7 separate regions of the Mus musculus genome follow, and regions 1, 2, 3, 4, 5 and 7 are each linked to region 6. Evidence: chromatin contacts called from public ChIA-PET, Hi-C, HiChIP or PLAC-seq and promoter capture Hi-C data. All regions are on one chromosome and are shown on one strand. Each heading gives the region's core, a stretch centred on a gene start, on an enhancer-like site or on the middle of the called end of the contact. The rest is flanking DNA. Distances are from core to core; before and after follow the strand shown. Region 1 holds the start of Chit1 (chitinase 1 (chitotriosidase)). Region 2 has its middle 18 kb from the start of Gm51648. Region 3 holds the start of Btg2 (BTG anti-proliferation factor 2). Region 4 has its middle 8.7 kb from the start of Gm51648. Region 5 holds the start of Plekha6 (pleckstrin homology domain containing, family A member 6). Region 6 holds the start of Snrpe (small nuclear ribonucleoprotein E). Region 7 has its middle 15 kb from the start of Bmncr.

Region 1 (2,700 bases), core at 102-2,601, 500 kb after region 6:
AGAGTATGACGATGGGAATGGTCATGGTGGCTCAAGAGAAGTCATCGCACATCCCAGACTATCTGGGTTTGGAAGAAGAGGGGCTGGGGGTGAGTGAGGGTGGGTGGGTGGGTGGAGGTGGGTGTTGTGTATGTATGTTCCAGACTCCACTACGTACTGTACGTACTGTGCTTCTGAGGCTCCAGTTAACAGTCTTCTCATGGTAAGATACATACATCTTCCAGTATTCCCCACCACACACACACACACACACACACACACACACACACACACACACAAAACCCTGGAGGACTACATTTCCCAGACTTCCATCCACTTAGGTATGGTCATGTGACTGGGTTTGTCCAATTAGCAGCAAATGAATGTATCAGGGCAGTTTCTTCTTTTTAGTTTGTTTCTTTGAGATTCACCACCCCCCACACACACGGTTGGCCATATGACTATGAAGTCAAGGACAAGTCTAAAACTACCTAGCTGCTCTGTGTGTGTGTGTGTGTGTGTGTGTGTGTGTGTGTGTGTGTGTGTGTGTTGGGGATTTGAGTCTGAGGGTTCTTATGCCCACACTCCCCTACCATAGTATGTGGGTTTGAGTCCCTCTGTGTTCCTCTGTACCTTCATCAGCTATTGCATGAGAAACATTACAGCCATCTCTGCTTAAGGATGGAAATCATTGTGCCATTGGGTGCTTCTCCTATTGAGCAAACAATAGTGTGTGCCTACTCACGCCTAGATGATGTCAGTCAGCTGCCCTGCCTGTCAGCTACCCTGCCTGGCCTCTTGCTGTAGTCAAGAGATATGGTAACCGTGAGCTGGATGGGGTGGCATACTCAGGACGTAGCAACATATGGCTTGTAGCAAGCTTTAAAAAAAAAATAGCAGCAGTTAGGGGCTGGAGAGTTAGCTCAGTGGTTACGGGCAATGTTTGTTCTTCCAGAGGATCTGGGTTCAATTCCCAGCGCCCACATGTCAGCTCACAATTGTCTGTAACTCCAGTTCCAGAGGATCTGACATCTTCAGACAGGCAGGCAGACCAAAAAACCAATGCTCACAAAATAAAAATAAATAAATTGGAAAAAAAAAAAAAGCTGGGTGGTGGTGGTGACACAGGCTTTTCTTTAATCCCAGCACTCAGGAAGCAGAGGTAGGCAGATCTCTGTGAGTTCAGGTCTTCAGCTAGAGTTTGAGAATAACCAAGGTTACACAGAGAACCCTTGTCTCATAAAAACAAAGCCAAACTGTGGTAGTGTGGATTGGCCCAGGGAGTGGCATTACTAGAAGGTGTGACCTTGTAGGAAGAAGTGAGTCACTGTAGTGGTGGCCTTTAAGATCCCCCTAGAGGCCGGAGGATGTCAGTTTCTCCTGACTGCAGTTGGAACAAGTTGTAGAGCTCTCGGCTCCTTCTCCAGCACCAAGTCGGCCTAGACAGTGCCATGCTTCTCACCATGATGATGATGGATTAAACCGCTGAAACTGTAAGCCAACCCCAACTAAATGCTTGCTTTTATAAGAGTTGCCTTGTCTCTTCATAGCAGTGGAAACCCTAACTAAGACAGAAGTTGGTACCAGAGACTGGGGTATTGCTATGATAGGCCTGACCATGCTTTTGTTTGGAGGGTGATATGAATGGTGCAGACCTTGCTCAAGGGGTTTCAGAGGAGAGGAATTTTAGTATGTTGCTTGGAGAACATTCTTATGAAGTTATGCTGAAGAACGTGGCTGCTTTTTGCCCTTGTCTGAAGAGTCTGCTTGAAGCTAAGGCGAAGGCAAAGAAAGAGAATCAGATTAATTGCATTGACAGAAGAAGTCTCAGAAAAGCCCAGCATAGACTTTGTCCTCTGGTTCGCTCCCATGAAGAGTGTTTTGATCAAGTGTAGCAAGCTTAGAAAGGAAAAATACAAAATGGGCATCGGGAAGTGCGATGTAGGTAAATCCTGTGTTTGAGGAGATAAACAGATTAAGGGAGTGGTGATTTTCAGCAAGCTACGCTTATTGCTTGTGTGTTTGCAGTTGAACAACAGATAGTTAACCTTGTTGAGACTGCTATTGACTATGGGGACTTTTGAAGTTGGACTAAATATATTTTGCATTCTGTTAATCTGGGTATGGCCTCCATAGACTCATATGTTTGAACAAGTTTATGGGGCTAGGGGGTAGAATGTGGTGGTTTGGATATGCTTGGTGCAAGGAATGGCACTCTTAGGAGAGGTAGAGGAAGTGTGTCACTGTGGGGGGTGAACTTTGAGACTCTCCCCCAAGTGACCTGAGGATGCCTTTCTTGACTGCAGTTGGAACAAGATGTAGAACTCTCAGGCCCTTCTCCATCACTATGTCTGCCCACATGCTGCCATGCTTCCTACCATGATGATAATGGATTAAACCTCTAAAACTGTAAGCCAGCCCCAGTTAAATGTTTGCCTTTATAAGAGTTGCCTTGGTCATGGTGTCTCCTCACAGCAACGGAAACCCCAACTAAGACACAAACAAACAAACTAGTAGACCTGTGCCCTAAAATGACAATTAAAATAAATCATAACCGATGTGGCCAGAGCTTTCACTTGTCCACCTAATAGACAATGCCCAGACAGCTATCATCACAGAGTCTCAGGGGGCTGGTGGGTTTAGAATTGAGTGTCACATGCAGGAATCAAGGACTTTACTGTGCTGGTTGAGGCAGGGAACCACACCATGGAAAAGAAGCCA
Region 2 (2,878 bases), core at 293-2,792, 410 kb before region 6:
CAAATATCTCCACTGTGTTCCCCACCTCAGATCTCTGTAGCTCAGCAGCATCTGAATCCCCTGGGAACTTGCCTGGGATGCAGGATCTCAGGTCTCCCCTCAACAAGATCCGAAGATGGTTCTTATGATGTCCGGCAAAATCCAAGAGGCATTGTGTTAGTCTGTTAATGGTGTTAATTAGTCAACTTGTAGTAGGAATCGGGGTGAGGGTGGGGGGGTGGGATGTGATAGTGGTGATGGTGGGGTGAGGGGTGGGGGTATCAGCTTCTAAAGTCTCTGTGTGTGTGTGTCTCTCTCTCTGTCTCTCTTTGTGTCTCTCCCTGTGTCTCTGTCTGTCTCTCTTGGGAACTGGGGGGTGGGGGTGGAGTATGGAGCCTGGGGCAGGCAAAGGCTCTTCTGCTCAGCACCATCCCTGATCCCTGCCCTTCTTCAGAGTTCTGTTAATCGGGTCCCTGAAGACAGACATAAAACTGTTTTCAAAAATATCTGGCCACAGATTCCCCGTTTAGTTCTTGGTCATGAACACCCATAATCCTTGCACTTGGGCAAATGAGGCAGGAGGATCATGACAGCGAGCTCTGTGCATAGGCAGAGTCTTGAGGAAGATGCTGGATGTCCTGCGCCAATACACTCTACCCACTTCCTGTAGCTGCAGTTTCCCACTGACCCTGATGACTTCACCCCACCCCACCCCCACCTCACCCTCACCCCCATCCCCACACCCACCCGAGGCCTGCAGGTGAGTTTTTACTTGGATGCTGGAGATTTGAACTTAGGTCCTCATGCTTGTGTAACAAGGATTTTCACCCACTAAACCATCTTCGCAGCCCCAAAGTACGGTCAAGGCAGAGGTTTCCTTTCTCCCTGGCAGTACTGGGGATCGAATCTAGGGCCTCACACCTGCTGAGCAAGCCTTTACCACTGCGGCTGCAGCTCCTGCAAGAGGGAGTCTCCAATCAGCTGCTTGGTGGCTCATCCTCCACTGGACAAAAGAATCAGCTTTAACTTCTCTGACATGAATGTCTTCTCTGTGTTTCTGAGCTTGCTGCTTAAGAGAAACTAGTCACCAAACAGTGTAAGTTCTGTTGGTGGACTTAGGCTGGCTAGCCACCTGCCTGGCTCCCTCCTCTGCCCTTTGTCTCTCTTTAGAAGTGGTAGGTATCTTCTCTGAGGCCTTCTCCTGCCTTGCTTCCCTCCACAGCCTTCCACAGGCCTGGGGCTCTCCTCAGGACACAGATATATGCAGTCACAGAGAATTCAGCTTCTACTTGCTCCATGTAGCTCATTTGAATTACCTTGAGCATCCTTTTAGATCGTACCCAAGACACATGCTATCTTCTCCCATCCACTTCCTCCCGCAGTTGCTGCTGGGTCCCCAAGTGTCTCTGCAGTGGGCTTGTTAATTGGCGCTTCAGCTGGCTGATTGACTGTAATGGGGGTGAACATTTATTTACCCCAGCAGCCGCCTCTCAGACAGCTGTTAATTGCAGGCATGAGAGAGACAATAATTATGGGATAATGTGTGGCTTTTGTGTGAGGCCTTCTCTTTGCACGTGTCAGCAAACACTGGTGGGTTTGTTTTCTAACATTTGACGCCCCTGCTGAGGAGATGCTGTAGCCCCTCCCCCACCCTCATCCTGCAGCCTCCTCATGCTTGCATCCCTTCCCTTCCCCCTGTCTTGGGCCTGGAATTTAACCAGGTTCCCTGGGTGATAGAAAGTGTTTTCACCAGGTACCTCTAATCCCAGCAATCAGAATGCAGAGGCAGGTGGATCGCTGAGTTCAGGCCAACTTGGAACTGGGCTAGATCCAGGAAAGCCAGGGCTACACAAGGAAACTCTGCTCAAAAACAAACAAAAACCTAAAACAAAACAAAATGGGGGTGGGGTGGGCGTGGGGGTGGGGTTTCAAATCTCCAGTAACTTTGTCCCCACTGATTGCTGTTATACAGTTATGACCCCAGTTTTAGCGTTTGTTATTGACTGTCTCATTGATTGAGACGGAATGCCACTACCCACTTGAACTCCTGGGCTCATGAGATGCTTCTGTGTCAGCCTCCTGGGGACTGTTGGCAAATGCTCCTTCTTGGGTGCTGGTGCTGAGGATGGTACAAGTTGGGCAAAGACTCTTGTCACCAAGCTACATCCTCTAAATTGGCACTTTTTAAAAAATGGCAGTTAAACTGGGCATGGTGGTGCATGCCTTTAATCCCAGCATTCTGGAGGCAGAGACAGGTGGATCGCTATGAGTTTGAAGTCAGCCTGGTCTATATGACAAGTTCCAGGGCAGCCAGAGAGACCTTGTTTTAAAAAACTTATAAAACCAAAAGGGGGTAGGGGTGGACCTTATCAGATGTTTAAAAGCATAGGTGTTTGTCCCATGTTTCCTTCTGACTTTCACTAATATCTTCCTTTACACACTTGTAGCTGGTGTGCAGCTGCTGTTCGCAGGGGTCTCTTTTGTTTGACGGTTACTTTTATAAAAACCCGCCCAGGCAGAACAATAGTTTATTAGTTTGCCATCTCAAATAACCGTGAATAATTCTGCCTCGTTATTGCTCCACTTACAACAAAGAATTTGGATTGGGGCTGGCAGGGTGGCTTACTGTGCACATGAAGAAACATGTTATTAGCAGGAATATGGAACCAGGGAGGATAGGGCCCAGGCAGGGTTCTGGGTCATGTTTAATCTAAGGCTGTAAAGGTGTCGGTGGCAAAGCCTGACACATGAGTTTGATTCCTGGGATCTACATGGTAGAAGGAGAGAACCAACTCCTACAAGTTGTCCTCTGATTTCACACACACACACACACACACACACACACACACACACACACACAGAGTTAATTGATGTTTAAAAAAAATTGTTCATTTGTTTT
Region 3 (2,700 bases), core at 142-2,641, 470 kb after region 6:
AGGGGAGGATGAGGGGAGAGGGCTGGGGAGGAGACTTCCTCTTCTCAGCGACAGTATTTAAGAGCCTCTCCTTAAACTCCCCCTGCCACTTAGAAAGATTCCTGGGTCCTTTCCAAGTTTTTGTACACTGGAAAGCAGCCCCAGAGCTTTCAGGTAGATGCTCTATGGTGGTCATGGATATTTTTGGCACAATCCTGTTTAAGGCAGGAAGGGCTAGCAAGAACCGGCAGGGCCTCTGACGACCAAGGCACTGAAATTTCAAAGCCGGTAGGTAAGCGGCCAATGTTGTTGGTTGCCCAACAAGTCACAAGGCCTCTCATCCCTTCCGCATCAGAAGAGTTTTGAGATCTTTAGCAAAGGTAAGGGGATAAAAAATGGTTTTGTTTTGATGAAACAGCTGTTGGTCCTCAGATCTGTGCCAACATGTTGAGAGATGGCTATCGCAGCCCAAGGCAACCAACCAGTTATAACAGCTGCGGACAGAGGCTAAAGGGTGGCTTATCACTCCTCCACCTCCGTCCCTCACACCCTGCCTCCATAACACACACACCCCCTCCCCGCCCTCGCAGTTGGCTAGGCTACCAGGCTCTTTTCTGTACTACAATAGGTGGCAGATGGTGAAGAGGGACCAAAAAAGAAAAAATACAAAGGGGGCCCAGATTACAACTTGCAGCGGGTAAACACGCGGCAGAATGGGCCTGTATGATGACAGGCTCAGGACTATACAGCAACAGTGGCTAGGACTCAAGAGTTGTCTAGAAAGTTCAATTGCGCATAAAAGTCGCACAGCTTGGCCTGGCTTCACATCCCCTGAGGGTCTGTTGTTCTCCAAGATTCGGAGATAAGGGTGAGCTCGGACTCTGAATACACACACACACTGACTTTTCTCATGGTGTTGTCAGGGTCTCAGAATGTACTCAAGGAAGAGGGTCGGAGCCTCGGGAGCGAGGCGGGGACTGGAGGGCTGGGAGACGGGGACTTAACCGAAGGGACAGAGGACCATCAGTGGCCTCAGAGATTAATTAGAGAAAGACATCTGAGACCCGGAGTTGTTCGCGTAGGGGTCCCCGTCACAGAACAGTGATAAAGACACCCCAGGCAAGAAGTGGCCGCGCCCGAGTGGTTCCAAGACCCCGACGTGTGCTCACCGGTCAGTGCGTCCTGGAGCGCCCTACTGAAAACCTTGAGTCTCTGCTCGCTCACGCAGCCCCGAGTCCTCAGGAGACTGGAGAGGAAACCCACGGCGGCGGCGATCTCCGGGAGCATGTCGGTTCTCTTCCCGTGGCTCATACCGGTGGCTGAGGAAGTAGCTGTATTAGAACGATGATGACGGTCTGGCCACCTCTCGGGCTCTGCCCGGACTTTCCCCGGGCTGCGCCTTTCATACCACTCGGGGAGGCGGGGAGCCGTCGGTGGCGCCCATTGGCCGACGCTGGCGGATGGGGGCGTGCCCCTCCGGTGTCTCGCCTCTCCCCTCCGCCTGCGCCCGCCCCTCTCCGCCCCGCCCGCCAGCTCGCCCGCGCCTCCCAGGCGCTGAGGTCATCGCTCACTGACGTCATTATTGGGAACAAGCACCGGACTCCCGTGCTGTGGGAGGCAGGCGGGAGAGGGCCTTGGACCTGGGCAGAGGAAGCGCGCTACACCGGGCATGCCCGGACGTCGTCTCTGCACAGCGCCAAAACCCAGGTTGCCTGCTGCCTCCTCCAGGATGCCCTCGCCGATGTTATTTCTCCCATGTCTCCTGACAGACACTGACAGAGCCGTTCACCCCCCTACCTGAACATCTCTGCCACTCATCCCCCCAGCTGATCAAAACGGGTTCCTCGTGTTTTCAGCAATGGGGATTGTATTCTTTTTGCTTCCATAATAATTCCACCTCCCCCAACAAATTCTGCTCTTCCTCTTCTGTAATTGCCTAAAAGTAATCAGCTCTCACTGTTTGGTGGGAGGAGTGTCGAGGAGAGTATTTTCTGTCCGTAGGGTTATTTTTCCAGCACTCACTTTCCTTTAAATGGCAGTGTCTGTGTGTGTGTGTGTGTGTGTGTGTGTGTGTGTGTGTGTGTGTGTGTGTGTGTGTGTGTTTAAGTAATCTGGTGTGAATTGTACAAAGTTTTCCATCAGTTCCCTGCCCCTCCCTCTTCCCTGATTGTTTTCCTTCCTTTTTGTGCACTGAGGCTTTTGTAAACACTAGCTCCCCAGAGGAAAGGCTTCAGGTCTGGCTTGTCTACACGCAGGGGCTCAGGGACTGGTGCCAGGAAGCTAGGCAGACTACTGAGTGGGGCAACTTGTCACCCACATCTCTGAGCCCTGCACAGGATGGGGCCTGAATTTAGCGCCATGGCTTGTGTAAAATCCTGTTTTCCCTGAGTTCTAAGCCAGGCTTCTCTCCCTGTATCCCTGGTCTGAGCCACCAGCTTCCCTACCTGGATCCTCTGTATCCACCCTACCCCATTTCCCTCTTCCCTTTTCTCTCCACTGTCTGTTTTGCTGCTTGTTTTTCTTCAGTGGACTTCCCATCAATACTTCTGTCCCTTTTCCCACATGCTCTATCCCTCCCTCTAAATGTCTAGTGCTCCCTCTAAAGCTACCTCCCTCCCTGTTCCCCCTTTCAGACAAAGCTACTGATCACTGTCCCTATAGCACCCAGACCCTCTTTTTGCTTCCTCAGACCTGGTCCCAAGACTGTTGGCTTCTTCATCC
Region 4 (2,936 bases), core at 121-2,620, 390 kb before region 6:
AGGAGAGAACTATATCAGGGCCTAAGATTTCAAATGGATGAGTTTAGTATTGGCATGGTGGGCAAGGAGGAAGGGGAAATGTTTGAGATTTTCTGAGCCAGACAGTACCTTGTGAAAATAGGTGTTAACCCCACCCTCCTCCCTGGAGGAAGTTTCTTTAGTTGTAAAGCTTAATGACAGGGTAATAAACTCTCTCCTGTGATCCATTTCAAGCCCTTCATGGTATCAACTCGTGGCTGGTATGATCCAGCTTCTCTAGTTAGGGTGGCTGGACAGGGCCCAGTGGTTAGAAATAGAGTCACGCTCTCCTTTCTTCAGGAAAGAACCACAGATAATGGCAGAAGCAGAGTGTGCACCAGAGTCCTGAGCAGAACTGGCAGAGCTTGAGAGGGCACGAGGGCAAGGAGGGTGTGGGCTGGGGGGGGGGGGGAGGGACTGGAGCCCTGAAGAATTACAAGCCCTGGATTTGTCCCTGAAGCACAGCTTGTCTCTTGTCCCCAGTTGTGGCCTAGGTACTGTCCCTTTGGAACCCCCACCCCTACCCTAGGTATCAATACAGGCATCTCTGCCTCCGGCTTCACTGTAAGACAGGTCATAGGCAGGTAAAGGCCTATGCACGGAGAGATAAAGGCACAAGGAAGAAGATGGGATGTGGCCCAGGGAGAGCCCAGGGCATGAGGTTAAGGGGTTGGATACATCTCACTCCTTGCTTAGGATATGTGTTGCTACAGGACAGTGGCAGGTATCTGTTCATTGCTTTGATTGACTTAAGCTAGGGGCAGTGGTGACCCGGTAGGTAGAGCCAGTCTAGTCTTTCCCATGTCCCCCTGTGGTTTTGCTCACAGACTATTTCCCCTCCTTATTTCCTGGACAAGTGTTGGATAGGATTCGGGAGACCTCAGACTCTTAAAAAAAAAAAAAAAGAAAAAAGAAAACTTCTCTTTACAGGGACCCTCCCTCTCTTCCCCTCTTCGATGGCTCCCAGAGTAGATGGGGCATTCCATTTAAAAGGTGAAATAGGACAGGGTGAGCCAGGTGCTCTCCCCAGTTGTCTCAGTTAGAAGGGACAGCTGCTGCCCACTCCCGCTATCTCATCATGGTCTTGAGCACACCCACATGTCCTCACTCTAACATGCCAGAGTGGCCAGACATGGCCCTGGAGCCATGGAGAAAGGCCAGACAAGGAAGCAGCCTCCCACAAGGCTGTTTCTCTGGACCCCTTCACTTGCCCACCTAGGAGGGTTGCCAGGCCCACATTTCTAGGAGCCCGATTAATACTGTGAGCTGCAGAAATTGCACCCTGTGGGAGTGTGAAGTCTGTGCCAGTGGATAGTAGGAGGGCAGCTAGGGACACTTCTCTGCAGTCAGGCAAACAACAGGGACCTTTCCAGGAAGCCGGGGGAGAGGGAGCTGTCTGTGAGAGGCTCCTGGGTGCCTGTCAGCAGGCAGCTTGAACCGGTTTTGCATTTGCCGTTGATTGCTTAATTAGACACCCACACAGCTCTCCCGGCTAATGACCACAGCTCCCAGAAGATACCCACAGACAAAGTGTGGGTAGTACAGGGCGTTCCCTAGGACAGCCACCCGAGAGCAAGTGTCTCGCAGGCAGAGCATTGGTGATTCCTCTGGTCCTACAGCCCTCTTGTTAATGATAGAAGAGAGGAAGAAGCAGGAGGTTTAATGTGTGCACTCCAAACCCCAGGCTAAGATCTCCCCTCTTGGGAAACTGGCAGGACATCCCAGTGTCCACAGAGTCCCTAAGCCAGGTGAGCTGGAAAGTGCTGGGTCTGACAGGCCACTGTGCACTGTGGTGGGGACAGCCATGGTGGGTGCAGCCATCTTTGTGAAGCAGTGTGGAGAGGGAGCCCATGGGAACTTCAGCCACACTCCATCATTGGGGACCTAGAGCTCCAGTTGCCCAGACAGCCAGGAGCACCCAGGAGTTGAAGCTGAGTTTGGAAGTGACTGAAGGGCTCTGCTTGGAAATGTTTCCAAGCCCCTGAGAGGACACACACACTAAAGGACATATGCTGGTGATTTGCTCCTCATGGCTTGGGGCTGCCTGCACGTCCATTCGCTTTTCTTTTGTGCCAATCTAAGCACTCTTCAGTGCATTTGCCGAGGAATAGGACCGGGTGGGACTCTGGACAGAAGACCCCCAACCCTGCTCCCTGTTCTCCTGAGGGCTGCAACCTGCTGTGAGCCCTGCAACTCGGCTCCTGCTCAGGCTGAAGGCAGGCAGCTGAGCCAGGGACAGGCCACACTTGTCCTCCTCTGGTGGCCGAGATGTGAGCATTTTGGGTCTGGATGGCTTTTGGCCCGTTTTCCCCCAAGCCAGGAGGGAATGGATGCCTCCAGAGGACAGAACCTGCAAAAGGCCTGCCTGCTGTTCGCCTCTTCCAAGCTCAGGAACTCTGTCTTGGGGTGGGAAGGGGGGCTTGGCAAACAAAGGGAGTGGAGGGAGGGAGACGAGGAAACAAGTGATCCCACCAACAGTGTAGTCTGACTGCTTTCATGTTGGGAAGCAGGAAAAGGCATAATATTCAGTTTTATTCAATTAAATGTGTGTGTTGAGTGTATTTGTGCAGGTGTGCATGCAGGCATGCTCACTTGTGTGAGTGCATGGGGGGCAGAGGTCATTGTCCTGTGTAGTCTTTAGTCACTTCTCTTTATTGTTATTGTTATTATTATTATTATTATTATTATTATTATTACTGGGAAAAGGCTTTTTAATGAACTTGGGACTTCCCATCCAGGCTGCTCAGAGTGAGCAGCAAATCCCTGGGAGCTACCAGTTCCTACCATGCCAGCGTTAGGGTTACAGTTTGGTGTCACCAATGCCCAGTGTTTCATGTGGGTGCTGGGTGTGTGTGTGTGTGTGTGTGTGTGTGTGTGTGTGTGTGTGTGAGAGAGAGAGAGAGAGAGAGAGAGAGAGA
Region 5 (2,700 bases), core at 13-2,512, 360 kb before region 6:
TACTGATAGGCAAACAGGAACCAAGGTGATAAGGAAAAGTGCCAGTTACTAACCCTGGCTGGCTGAGGTTCAGAGCTAGTCATGCATCTGGGGCTGTAAGGAGGCGGCGTGCCATCTCTCTGTGTAGCAGAAGGAACTTGTATTCTGCTCTCCTATGCTATTTTAGGTATGCTCACAACAGCACAACAGCACACCTCAGGTAGGCTTTGCATAAAGGCGCCGTGTTCCCGAGGCAGTAAGTGGTCAATAAGTACCTGCCCATTGCCCACTGCGTTTCTTGTGCCCTTGTGGGATGCTCTGACTTTGCCTCAGCCTCAAGGCAGAGTTGGAGAGTACCTAATTTCTTTCTCAAACTAGGAAAATGTTGGCAGGGGACTCACGAACAGAGCCGAGTTGAGACCGACAAGCACAGAGCTGCTCATTTGTGCATTTCTGCATAGATTTGCATGTGCCCTATGCGTAGACACTTTTCTGATGGATTTAGATTTTCTTAGGTTAGTTACCTAGGATTAAAGAGAAAAGGCGGAATTTTCGTTTCTCCCCAAGCCTGCCTATCTGTCAGTACTGTATCTGTTGGTGTTTCCCCTTCTTAGTGTTTCCAAACCCCCCTTTCTAAACTCCTCAGTAGGACAGGGGGGAGGGAGGGGGGAGGAAGAGGATGAGGAGGAAGAGAAGGAGGAAAAGAAGAAGAGGGGGAAGAAGAACCCTCTAGCTCAGCAGCAAGTGTTCAGTTGCTTAGGGAGCCTCCAGGATTCTGTCCTTAGAGCAGAGAGGCACCCCAGGGTCTGAGATGGCCTTCTCTCTGCTTCTGTCCCAGGGCTATGGATGCTATGACTACTTATGTCTGCACACCCTCCTCCAGGAATAAATAAAAAAAAATCATCCCTCCCCCAGATCCTGGCTTCTCCATTGGCCTGCCTGGCAAATATTTCATAATGTGGGCTCATCCAATTGGGCACCATGCCAGAGTTAAGCGCCTCAGGTTGTAGGCGTGCTCCAATTAGGTGAGGAGGCCTGGGTGGGACTCCCGGCCCTCACTCTCCTCCGGGGAGGCAGCAGCATTGTGAAGGTAGATGGCAGCCAGCTAAGAGTTGTCACTTGCTCAGGGTTAGTCAAAGGGGACAGACAGGACAGTCCAGCAGCTGGATTGTGACAGCCCAGCACTGAAGGGGTTAAGGCCAGTCAGCATGTGTGGCTGTTAATGATTGCTTTCCACGGGGACCTGCTGGGTATTAAAGGGAAACCTTTCCCTATTCCTGAGTGTGAAAGGAGTTAGAGGCAGCAGAGACTAGGGAGCGCACTGAGCTGGTGAGTAGACTGGCTGTTGGTTTGGTACGTTTGTCTCTGTGGTTCTGGAGCCGATGAGGAAGCACGCTAGCCGTGTGTGTTCATCAGCCAGAGGGGGGCTTTTGTCACACCACAAACAAATTTTCAGCTGGGCCAGATTCTAGGCTCACCCCCTTTTTGTGAGAAAGAACTCTTCAGAGTGGTTCTCAACTAAGGGGCGACCCTCACAGTCAGAGATGCAGCTGCTGTGGCCTTGTCCTGTGGAGGAGACAATGGTTTCATGAAACCACCCTGTGTACAAAGCCCAGAGGCTCTTCCCTCTCTGAGCCATTGTCTCCAGAGAGGGGCTAGGATCTCTGAGCAAAGCAGGCTCACAGGGACACAACTGAAGGAGGTGGGGCAGTATGCTTGTAAAGGGTACAGAGAGGAGGCTGTGGAGAGGAGCAGGCGGGACAGACTGCAGGCAGAATTGGGGATGAACCAGTCACTCATTAAAAGGCTAAGTTGTCATTTGGGAGTAAAACTGAAATCTGGGGGAGGGGGGGGTGAAGAGCAAATCTTTTGCTTTTAGGTTTGTTGTCTCTACCCCTCATCTTCCTCCTGGAAGGGTGTCCCCTCACCTTCAACAGCTCTTGTCTCTGACTCCTTCTGGTAATGTGACCAGGAGTATGGACAGAAGTTCTTGGCTTTGTGAGAGGCAATGGGTGCAGTACCTGCAGAGATGTGTATGTGTGTGTGTGTGAGAGAGAGAAAATGTGTGCGTGTCTGAGTGTGTGTGAATGTATGTGAGTGTGAATGTGTGAGTGTCTGAGTTTCTGAATGTGTATGAGTGTGTGTGAATGTCTGAGTGTGAATATGTGAGTGTGTGAGAGTGTGTATGAGCGTGTGTGTCTCTGTGTGTGAGTGTGTGTGTGTCCTATATGCTCATATGACTTTTTAAAAAGGAATTGTCACCAAAGAAGAAATGTTGACACCCCCCACACACACACACTTTGCTAAGAGCTCTTTTGTTCCCCCTCTCTCTCTTGGGAGGAAGATGATTGGATGACATAATGCCTATGATGGCCCCACCTGCATGGGGACTGTCTCTGGCTCAGGGCACTCACCATGCTGGTCTTAAAGGCAGATTTGAGAGACAGGGTAAGTTCAACCCTTACTGGCTTGGCTGCCACGCTTCCTTCTAGTGGGGTTTCCAGGAGGCAAACAGAAACCAGGACAATAAGAGGGAGGTGCTGGCCACTAAACCCAGGAGGCCAAGAGCAGAAGGAGCCAAGTTTCTGGGCAGTTGAGGCCAAGAAAGAGGGGGAAGTAGAGTCTAGGAGAGGAATGGACAGACTGGCCCTGTGTGCCGTGTATTCAGATTTCGAGCCACTAATGCAGCCTTTATCTACCCCTCTCCCGGGAATTACAGAG
Region 6 (2,700 bases), core at 49-2,548:
AGAAATGTAAACAAATCCCACTCCATTACTTTGTTTCCACAATAAACGACTTATCTTAAAAATTCCAATAAATATAAGCCAAAAACTAGAACTAGTTAGTCTTCATCTAAGAGCTAGCAACACTGGTTAACCTGCTGAGAAACATTTAATAAGTGCTCGGGCAGGCCTGTCCAAACTAATTTTCCTACTCTGAAAATTTATTTTTGCTTCTGGCATGAATACACTTACAGTTAGAACTGTTCACAGGATAGTACAAAGCGAATCTGGCGATTAAAAATTACAATGGCTTAAAACGATTTTTCATCTGTGTTGTAACACTCTAAAATAAACATCGCTAAAATCTCCTCAAAGAAGAGCATTTGCCACTCGCTTCTCTGTATATAACGCCCCCACTCCCCCAAACCCCGCTTTGGTGTCTTTTCTCCATTCTAAGTCCAACTATGGAAAAAGCACTATGCAACTGTCACTGCTAAATCCGATGACAAATCGTTCTTACAGAGTAATTTTAATAGTAAATATAATTACATTGTTCTTACAGAATAATGGTAACTGTGTGCATCCTTAAGTCAGCACGGACATATTAATAATTAGCGCTTTCCCTGTGACCTTATCCTCAACTCTGGTTCTCCCCCCCCCCCAATTTTTTAGTCTAAGCACTAGAAACAGAGAATTTGTTACAAAGAGTCAAACAGGCCCAACTTTCATTTCAGTAACAGTAAGGAAACAACTTACGTACATTTTGCAAGTATCTGAAGATAAGGTTCTGCAGCACGGCGATCAAGGAAAAGAACTACACAAACAGCGGAGCCTCCGCTCCCAACCGCGCCGGACTCTCCAGCGCCCCAAGGTCCGGCCGGGCTACATCCGCAAGCACAAACGACCGCCGGGAGCATGCGCTCCCTCCCCACCGCCCTCGTTTCTCCAACCTTCCCGATGGCCCACATCCTCCTCTCCTCCTCGGTATCCCCCGCTTTCATCGCGGATCGCCAGCCTGGCCGGGTCCACCCGGAGCCCGCCTTCCGCCTCCCGCCTCCCGCCGCCCTTCAACTCCGCGCGCTTTCCTGCCTCCCCGTTCGCCCCAGGGCCTCACGGGAAGCGGCCCGCAGCGGGCTGCCCGGCTCCCCGCCCACGCTCACGGCGCCTACGGCCCCCAAAGCCCCGAGTTCACGCAGCGTAGGATACGATGGGCTGCACCATCACCTTCTGCACCTTTTGGCCCTGGCCGCGGTACGCCATGGTGGAAGTCACAAAGACCACACGAGTAGGAAGGCCGCCTCGGAAAGCGACTTCCGGAAGCAAGACCCGGAAACGGAAGTGCAGTGGTCGTCGGCGACGCGGGCCGGTCCTGGGGAACGCCTCTCTAGGCCAGGAGCCGCTTTTTCTCTATGCTGATAGACTCCGCCGGCGGCCTTCCGACTCAACCGCTCTTTGAAGTCGAGGTCGGTCCTACAGCGCCACCTGGAGGTAGGCTGAGAGGCTTGCCTCTGCCTAGGTGCTCTTCTGAGAGCTGCTCTGGAATTTAGAGGCGGCATCTTGTCCAGAACCATCTGCAGACTCCCCTTATTTGTTTTGGGCCCCAGAGCTAGTCTAGATGGTCATGCCCGAAGCAGTGGTGGAGTTGTGGCTTGTTCAATAACAGATTCAACCCTCATCACCTTTATGCAGAGTTAACTGTTGCAGTGGCAACTGAAGATGGCAATCTAACTAGCTTGGAGGTATTGAAATCGGCTTGTTGGACTCAGATCTCTCTCAGTTGTGTGACCGGTGATAATTAAGTCATTAGGCCTCAGCATCTCCGTCCCGCAAGGGGACAGGAGGTGAAGATTCAGGGAGGTAGTAGTGCACAGGTGCTCCTAGAACACATCTGTAATCTCAGCTTGTGGAAGGCGCAAGGTGAGTATGACCTTAAGCTAAGTAGTACGTTCCAGATCTAAGCTACATGAGGCCTTGTTTCAAAACAAAACAACCTACATGGTATACAACCTGATAAACTTAAGGTAAGTTAGAAATGTAAGTTAAAAAAAAATGCATTTAATGCAGATACCTTGGGCCCAGGGGAGATGATTCGGTAGGTGGGACATGAGGTCTGTCAACCAGCACCTACACAAAATTACATGCCTGTAATTCCAGAGACAGGAAGGAGGGTGCCTGGGCTGGATGGCCAACTAGTCTAACTTAATCGCCAAGTCCTAGGTTCAATGAGAGACCCTGTCTCAGAAGGTAGGGTGAAGAGTGACTCAGAAGGACACTTGATGACATCCTTTGGCCTCCACATGCACACAGAAAATTGTTGAAAATGTATATGCCTAGTCTACTCAATGCCATCGCTTAGCAACACAACATAGCAGCCTTTCTTGAAGCTGCAGCTGCCCCCCACCTCACCAGAAAGTACCTAGAGCTGCTTACCAGGGAAATGATCAAAATTTAAAATGCAAAGTCTGATTTTTTTTTTTTTACAGAATTCATATTGCTTTCACACCATCTTTAGGATGAAGAATTGTAAGTCAGGAGCTATCTGGATGTGTGTGTGTGTGTGTGTGTGTGTGTGTGTGTGTGTGTGTGTGTTAAAGCCTCGTCCCCCACCCCACAACACAAGTAGCAAGAAAAGGGACTGATTAACCTGATTAACCATGCCTATGTTAGTTAGTAACCATGCCTATGTTAGTTAGTAACCATGCCTATGTTAGTAGTAGGCAAGCC
Region 7 (2,700 bases), core at 39-2,538, 350 kb after region 6:
GCTAACAGCCATTTGTAATTCCAGCTCCAGGGCATGCATGCCCCTTGGACATTTACACACCACACACTCACACACACACAGATACACACACACACACACACACACACACACACATACACACACAGATACACACACATACAAACAAATAATAATAAATAAATCTTAACCAAACAAAACACAGAAGGTACGGTCCCCACTGTAATAAAGGCTTAAGGAAATAAGGTGGGAAAGCCTGCACAACACCACCTCACAGCACCCCGGGAATGCTAGTACCCTCACTGTCCCAGGAGTAGACAGCTCCTCATGCTGCCATCCCTCCAACTACCCCTACTCCAGCCTCGCGTCTCTGGCCACCTGACCTTTTCCATGCCCAATTCCTGCCTCTGTGGCTGCCTATGGCCCCTGAACATCCATTTCTACCTTTGGCTCAACTCTGAGCAGGGGAGCTTGACAGTGTTCCCCAGGAGGCTTGCCTTTTAAGAAGGGAGGAGCCAGCCAAGAGCCCAGGATCAGTCACAGGGACAGGACTTTCTATGGGGTATGGGGGTGGGGGTGGGGTAGTCAGAAGCCTCACACATAGCCTGTTATTTGCTGTGAAATAAGAAAGAAAGAAAGAAAGAAAGAAAGAAAGAAAGAAAGAAAGAAAGGAAGGAAGGAAGGAAGGAAGGAAGGAAGGAAGAAAGAAAGAAAGAAAGAAAGAAAGAAAGAAAGAAAGAAAGAAAGAAAGAAAGAAAGAAAGAAAAAAGAACAGTGGGTGCTCCCAAGTTCTACAGCACCCCAGGGTCCTGCCTCCTCTAACCTTCTATCTTATCCCCATGACACAAGCTGAAAAGCTTTGCTGCCCTCATTCTGCCCTTCTTGCCTGCCCAGGGCGGTTGACAGAGTCTGGGACCTTCAGGTATGGCAGATAGCTTGGCACAGTCCCTGCCAGAGGGGAAGGATCATATACATGCCCAGACCTCATCTGATTAAAAAACAGCTGCCTCAAATGCATTGTGTCACAGTTCTTAATTTGGAGGGGAGTGACACGGAGGCTCAGGCTGGCCTGATGTGAGGTCAGCCGACACTGACAGTAAGCGTACTGTGCGGTCAGCCAAGAATCCAGGCCCGTGGCTCCAGCCACACGTCAGAGAAAGTGCTCTGGTGCGGACTTAGACTCATGCCATGGAGGGTCCGCTGATAGGCTGTGGGGACAATGGCTTCAGAATCCTCCTTTTTAATGGCTCACCAGTCCTCAGGAATCATGAGCGGGGCCGGCTTTTTGTCCACCAAGGGGCACCCGTGCACTGTGAGGAAGGTCCAACCGGCTCTGCCAGCGTGGCTCTGTCCAGGGTGAGGAGCAAAGGTTTGGGGAGGAGTCACTTTGTTTTTAAGATTCCCTGGCAAGCGCCTCTCACATTCCAGAACACAGAGGACCGAGGACCCCTGCTTGTCCAGAGGCATCCGGGGCTGGCAGCCAGCCCAGGCCTTTCCTGTCCTCTTCATTCCAAAGGTCTCTGTTCGGTTTCTGCATCCCTCCTTGGTGGAAGGCTGTGCTGGGACTGGGAAAAGCTGGGGAACTTCCTGCTTAACTCGACGCTCTTGGGAAGCCACACATATCTAGACATTCACTGAGTACTTACAAGTGCCCAGCACTGTGGCAGCCACCCAGAAAGTGACACTGAAGGAGCCCTGATGTCTGCCTATGGGGCCATGGACCCACAAGGTGCACACTTCAGAGCCTGAGCAGGTGGGTGCATCAAGGGACTCAGAAGAGATGCTACTGAGGGTCTGTGCCACTGGAGCCCATTGGCTGCAGGATTCGGGGCATCACCTGCTAAATCACATCCAGTGCCTGCTGCCTCACTGGTCCTATGATGAGGGAGAGAAGCTCAGTATTTGTTGAATGAATGAATGCTTGAGTGAATGAAATGAGGCTGTCCAAGAAGACTTCTTGGAGGAAAGGTAGAAGGCTCACACACATGCCTAGATCCTACCTGATCAAAGAACTTCTCCGCTCTTTTTTTTTTAAGATATTTTCTTTATTTACATTTCAAATGTTATCCCCTTTCCTGGTATCCCATCCCCCCTCCCCACTTCCCCTGCTCACCAACCCACCCACTCCCCCTTTCTGGCCCTGGCATTCTCCTATACTGGGGCATAGAAGCTTCACAGGACCAAGGGCATCCCGTTCCATTGATGACCGACTAGGCCATGCTCTGCTACATATACAGCTAGAGCCATGAGTCCCACCATGTGTTTTCTTTGGTTGGTGGTTTAGTCCCAGGGAGCTCTGGGGGAACTGGTTAGTTCATATTGTTGTTCCTCATATGGGGCTGCAAACTCCTTCAGCTCCGTGGCTCCTTTCTCTAGCTCCTCCATTAGGGACCCTGTGCTCAGTCCAGTGGATGGCTGCGAGCATCCACCTCTGTAGTTGCCAGACACTGGCAGAGCCTCTCAGGAGACAGCTATATCAGGCTCCTGTCAGCAAGCTCTTGTTGGCATCCACAATAATTTCTTGGTTTAGTAGTTGTATATGGGATAGATCCCCAGATGGGGCAGTTTCTGGATGGTCGTTCCTTTAGTCTCTGCTCCACACTTTGTCTCTGTAACTCCTTCCATAGGTATTTTGTTTCTCCCTACTAAGAAAGATCGAAGTATTCACACTTTGGTCTTCCTTCTTCTTGAGTTTCAGGTGTTTTGCAAATTTTATCTTGGGTA

Evidence for each region. Promoter capture Hi-C pulls out the DNA fragments that hold promoters and counts their contacts. Hi-C and Micro-C count contacts between places; a contact is called where the count stands out from the background. ChIA-PET counts read pairs in DNA pulled down with a chosen protein or histone mark. HiChIP or PLAC-seq counts read pairs in DNA pulled down with a chosen protein or histone mark.
Region 1: a Hi-C map of pro-B cells shows a contact between it and region 6, with 5 times the contacts expected there. The contact joins the promoter of Chit1 here to the promoter of Snrpe in region 6. A contact is called at or near these places in 13 of 39 promoter capture datasets (the 3T3-L1 cell line, 3T3-L1-derived adipocytes, the C10 cell line and 8 more), 6 of 484 Hi-C or Micro-C datasets (B cells, CD8 T cells, the G1E-ER4 cell line and 3 more), 3 of 115 datasets of contacts at active chromatin or transcription factors (embryonic stem cells and large pre-B cells) and 2 of 9 other capture datasets (adipose tissue and embryonic stem cells).
Region 2: an H3K4me3 HiChIP or PLAC-seq map of embryonic basal ganglia shows a contact between it and region 6, with 3 times the contacts expected there. The contact joins the enhancer-like site here to the promoter of Snrpe in region 6. A contact is called at or near these places in 7 of 39 promoter capture datasets (the 3T3-L1 cell line, the C10 cell line, embryonic stem cells and 4 more), 2 of 15 datasets of contacts at CTCF or cohesin (embryonic stem cells and stem cell-derived epiblast-like cells), 40 of 484 Hi-C or Micro-C datasets (the Ba/F3 cell line, the CH12 cell line, the G1E-ER4 cell line and 24 more), 24 of 115 datasets of contacts at active chromatin or transcription factors (the SCID.adh cell line, T-cell acute lymphoblastic leukemia, craniofacial prominence and 16 more) and 6 of 9 other capture datasets (embryonic stem cells, embryonic tail, embryonic trunk and 3 more).
Region 3: a contact with region 6 is called in an RNA polymerase II ChIA-PET map of memory CD8 T cells, with 115 read pairs. The contact joins the promoter of Btg2 here to the promoter of Snrpe in region 6. A contact is called at or near these places in 7 of 39 promoter capture datasets (the HPC-7 cell line, hematopoietic stem and progenitor cells, hippocampal neurons and 3 more) and 6 of 115 datasets of contacts at active chromatin or transcription factors (SST interneurons, effector CD8 T cells, embryonic midbrain and 3 more).
Region 4: a contact with region 6 is called in a promoter capture Hi-C map of liver, with 3 times the contacts expected there. The contact joins the enhancer-like site here to the promoter of Snrpe in region 6. A contact is called at or near these places in 14 of 39 promoter capture datasets (the 3T3-L1 cell line, the HPC-7 cell line, cranial neural crest and 8 more), 2 of 484 Hi-C or Micro-C datasets (cranial neural crest and embryonic stem cells), 11 of 115 datasets of contacts at active chromatin or transcription factors (cardiomyocytes, craniofacial prominence, embryonic basal ganglia and 6 more) and 1 of 9 other capture datasets (embryonic stem cells).
Region 5: a contact with region 6 is called in an H3K4me3 HiChIP or PLAC-seq map of embryonic hindbrain, with 4 times the contacts expected there. The contact joins the promoter of Plekha6 here to the promoter of Snrpe in region 6. A contact is called at or near these places in 7 of 39 promoter capture datasets (the HPC-7 cell line, frontonasal cranial neural crest, hippocampal neurons and 4 more), 6 of 115 datasets of contacts at active chromatin or transcription factors (astrocytes, cardiomyocytes, embryonic basal ganglia and 3 more) and 3 of 9 other capture datasets (adipose tissue, liver and pancreatic islet).
Region 7: a FOXA1 HiChIP or PLAC-seq map of pancreatic cancer cells shows a contact between it and region 6. The contact joins the enhancer-like site here to the promoter of Snrpe in region 6. A contact is called at or near these places in 5 of 39 promoter capture datasets (the 3T3-L1 cell line, 3T3-L1-derived adipocytes, embryonic stem cells and 1 more), 1 of 115 datasets of contacts at active chromatin or transcription factors (pancreatic cancer cells) and 1 of 9 other capture datasets (embryonic stem cells).

Annotation. Positions count from the first base shown.
Region 1 is chr1:134,109,891-134,112,590 of GRCm38.p6, forward strand. It overlaps Chit1 (chitinase 1 (chitotriosidase)), which reads left to right and starts at 1,352. Exons shown (of 12, transcript NM_001284525.1): 1 at 1,352-1,472.
Region 2 is chr1:133,194,904-133,197,781 of GRCm38.p6, forward strand. It overlaps a transcript of Plekha6 not described here. Among named protein-coding and RNA genes, the nearest start is that of Gm51648, 18 kb to the right of the region's middle. Within about 2 kb of position 1,543, at least 12 of the 459 cell types and tissues checked have an H3K27ac peak or open chromatin away from gene starts, as enhancers often do. A contact at or near this core is called in embryonic basal ganglia and embryonic brain, where this site is marked.
Region 3 is chr1:134,077,764-134,080,463 of GRCm38.p6, forward strand. Btg2 (BTG anti-proliferation factor 2) reads right to left here and starts at 1,392. Exons shown (of 2, transcript NM_007570.2): 1 at 1,149-1,392. The coding sequence starts at 1,290.
Region 4 is chr1:133,221,436-133,224,371 of GRCm38.p6, forward strand. It overlaps a transcript of Plekha6 not described here. Among named protein-coding and RNA genes, the nearest start is that of Gm51648, 8.7 kb to the left of the region's middle. Within about 2 kb of position 1,371, at least 42 of the 459 cell types and tissues checked have an H3K27ac peak or open chromatin away from gene starts, as enhancers often do. A contact at or near this core is called in cardiomyocytes and liver, where this site is marked.
Region 5 is chr1:133,244,835-133,247,534 of GRCm38.p6, forward strand. Plekha6 (pleckstrin homology domain containing, family A member 6) reads left to right here and starts at 1,263. Exons shown (of 27, transcript NM_182930.2): 1 at 1,263-1,308.
Region 6 is chr1:133,608,982-133,611,681 of GRCm38.p6, forward strand. It overlaps Snrpe (small nuclear ribonucleoprotein E), which reads right to left and starts at 1,299. Exons shown (of 5, transcript NM_009227.3): 1 at 1,183-1,299; 2 at 737-763. The coding sequence starts at 1,236.
Region 7 is chr1:133,960,588-133,963,287 of GRCm38.p6, forward strand. No RefSeq gene overlaps it. Among named protein-coding and RNA genes, the nearest start is that of Bmncr, 15 kb to the right of the region's middle. Within about 2 kb of position 1,289, at least 86 of the 459 cell types and tissues checked have an H3K27ac peak or open chromatin away from gene starts, as enhancers often do. A contact at or near this core is called in pancreatic cancer cells, where this site is marked.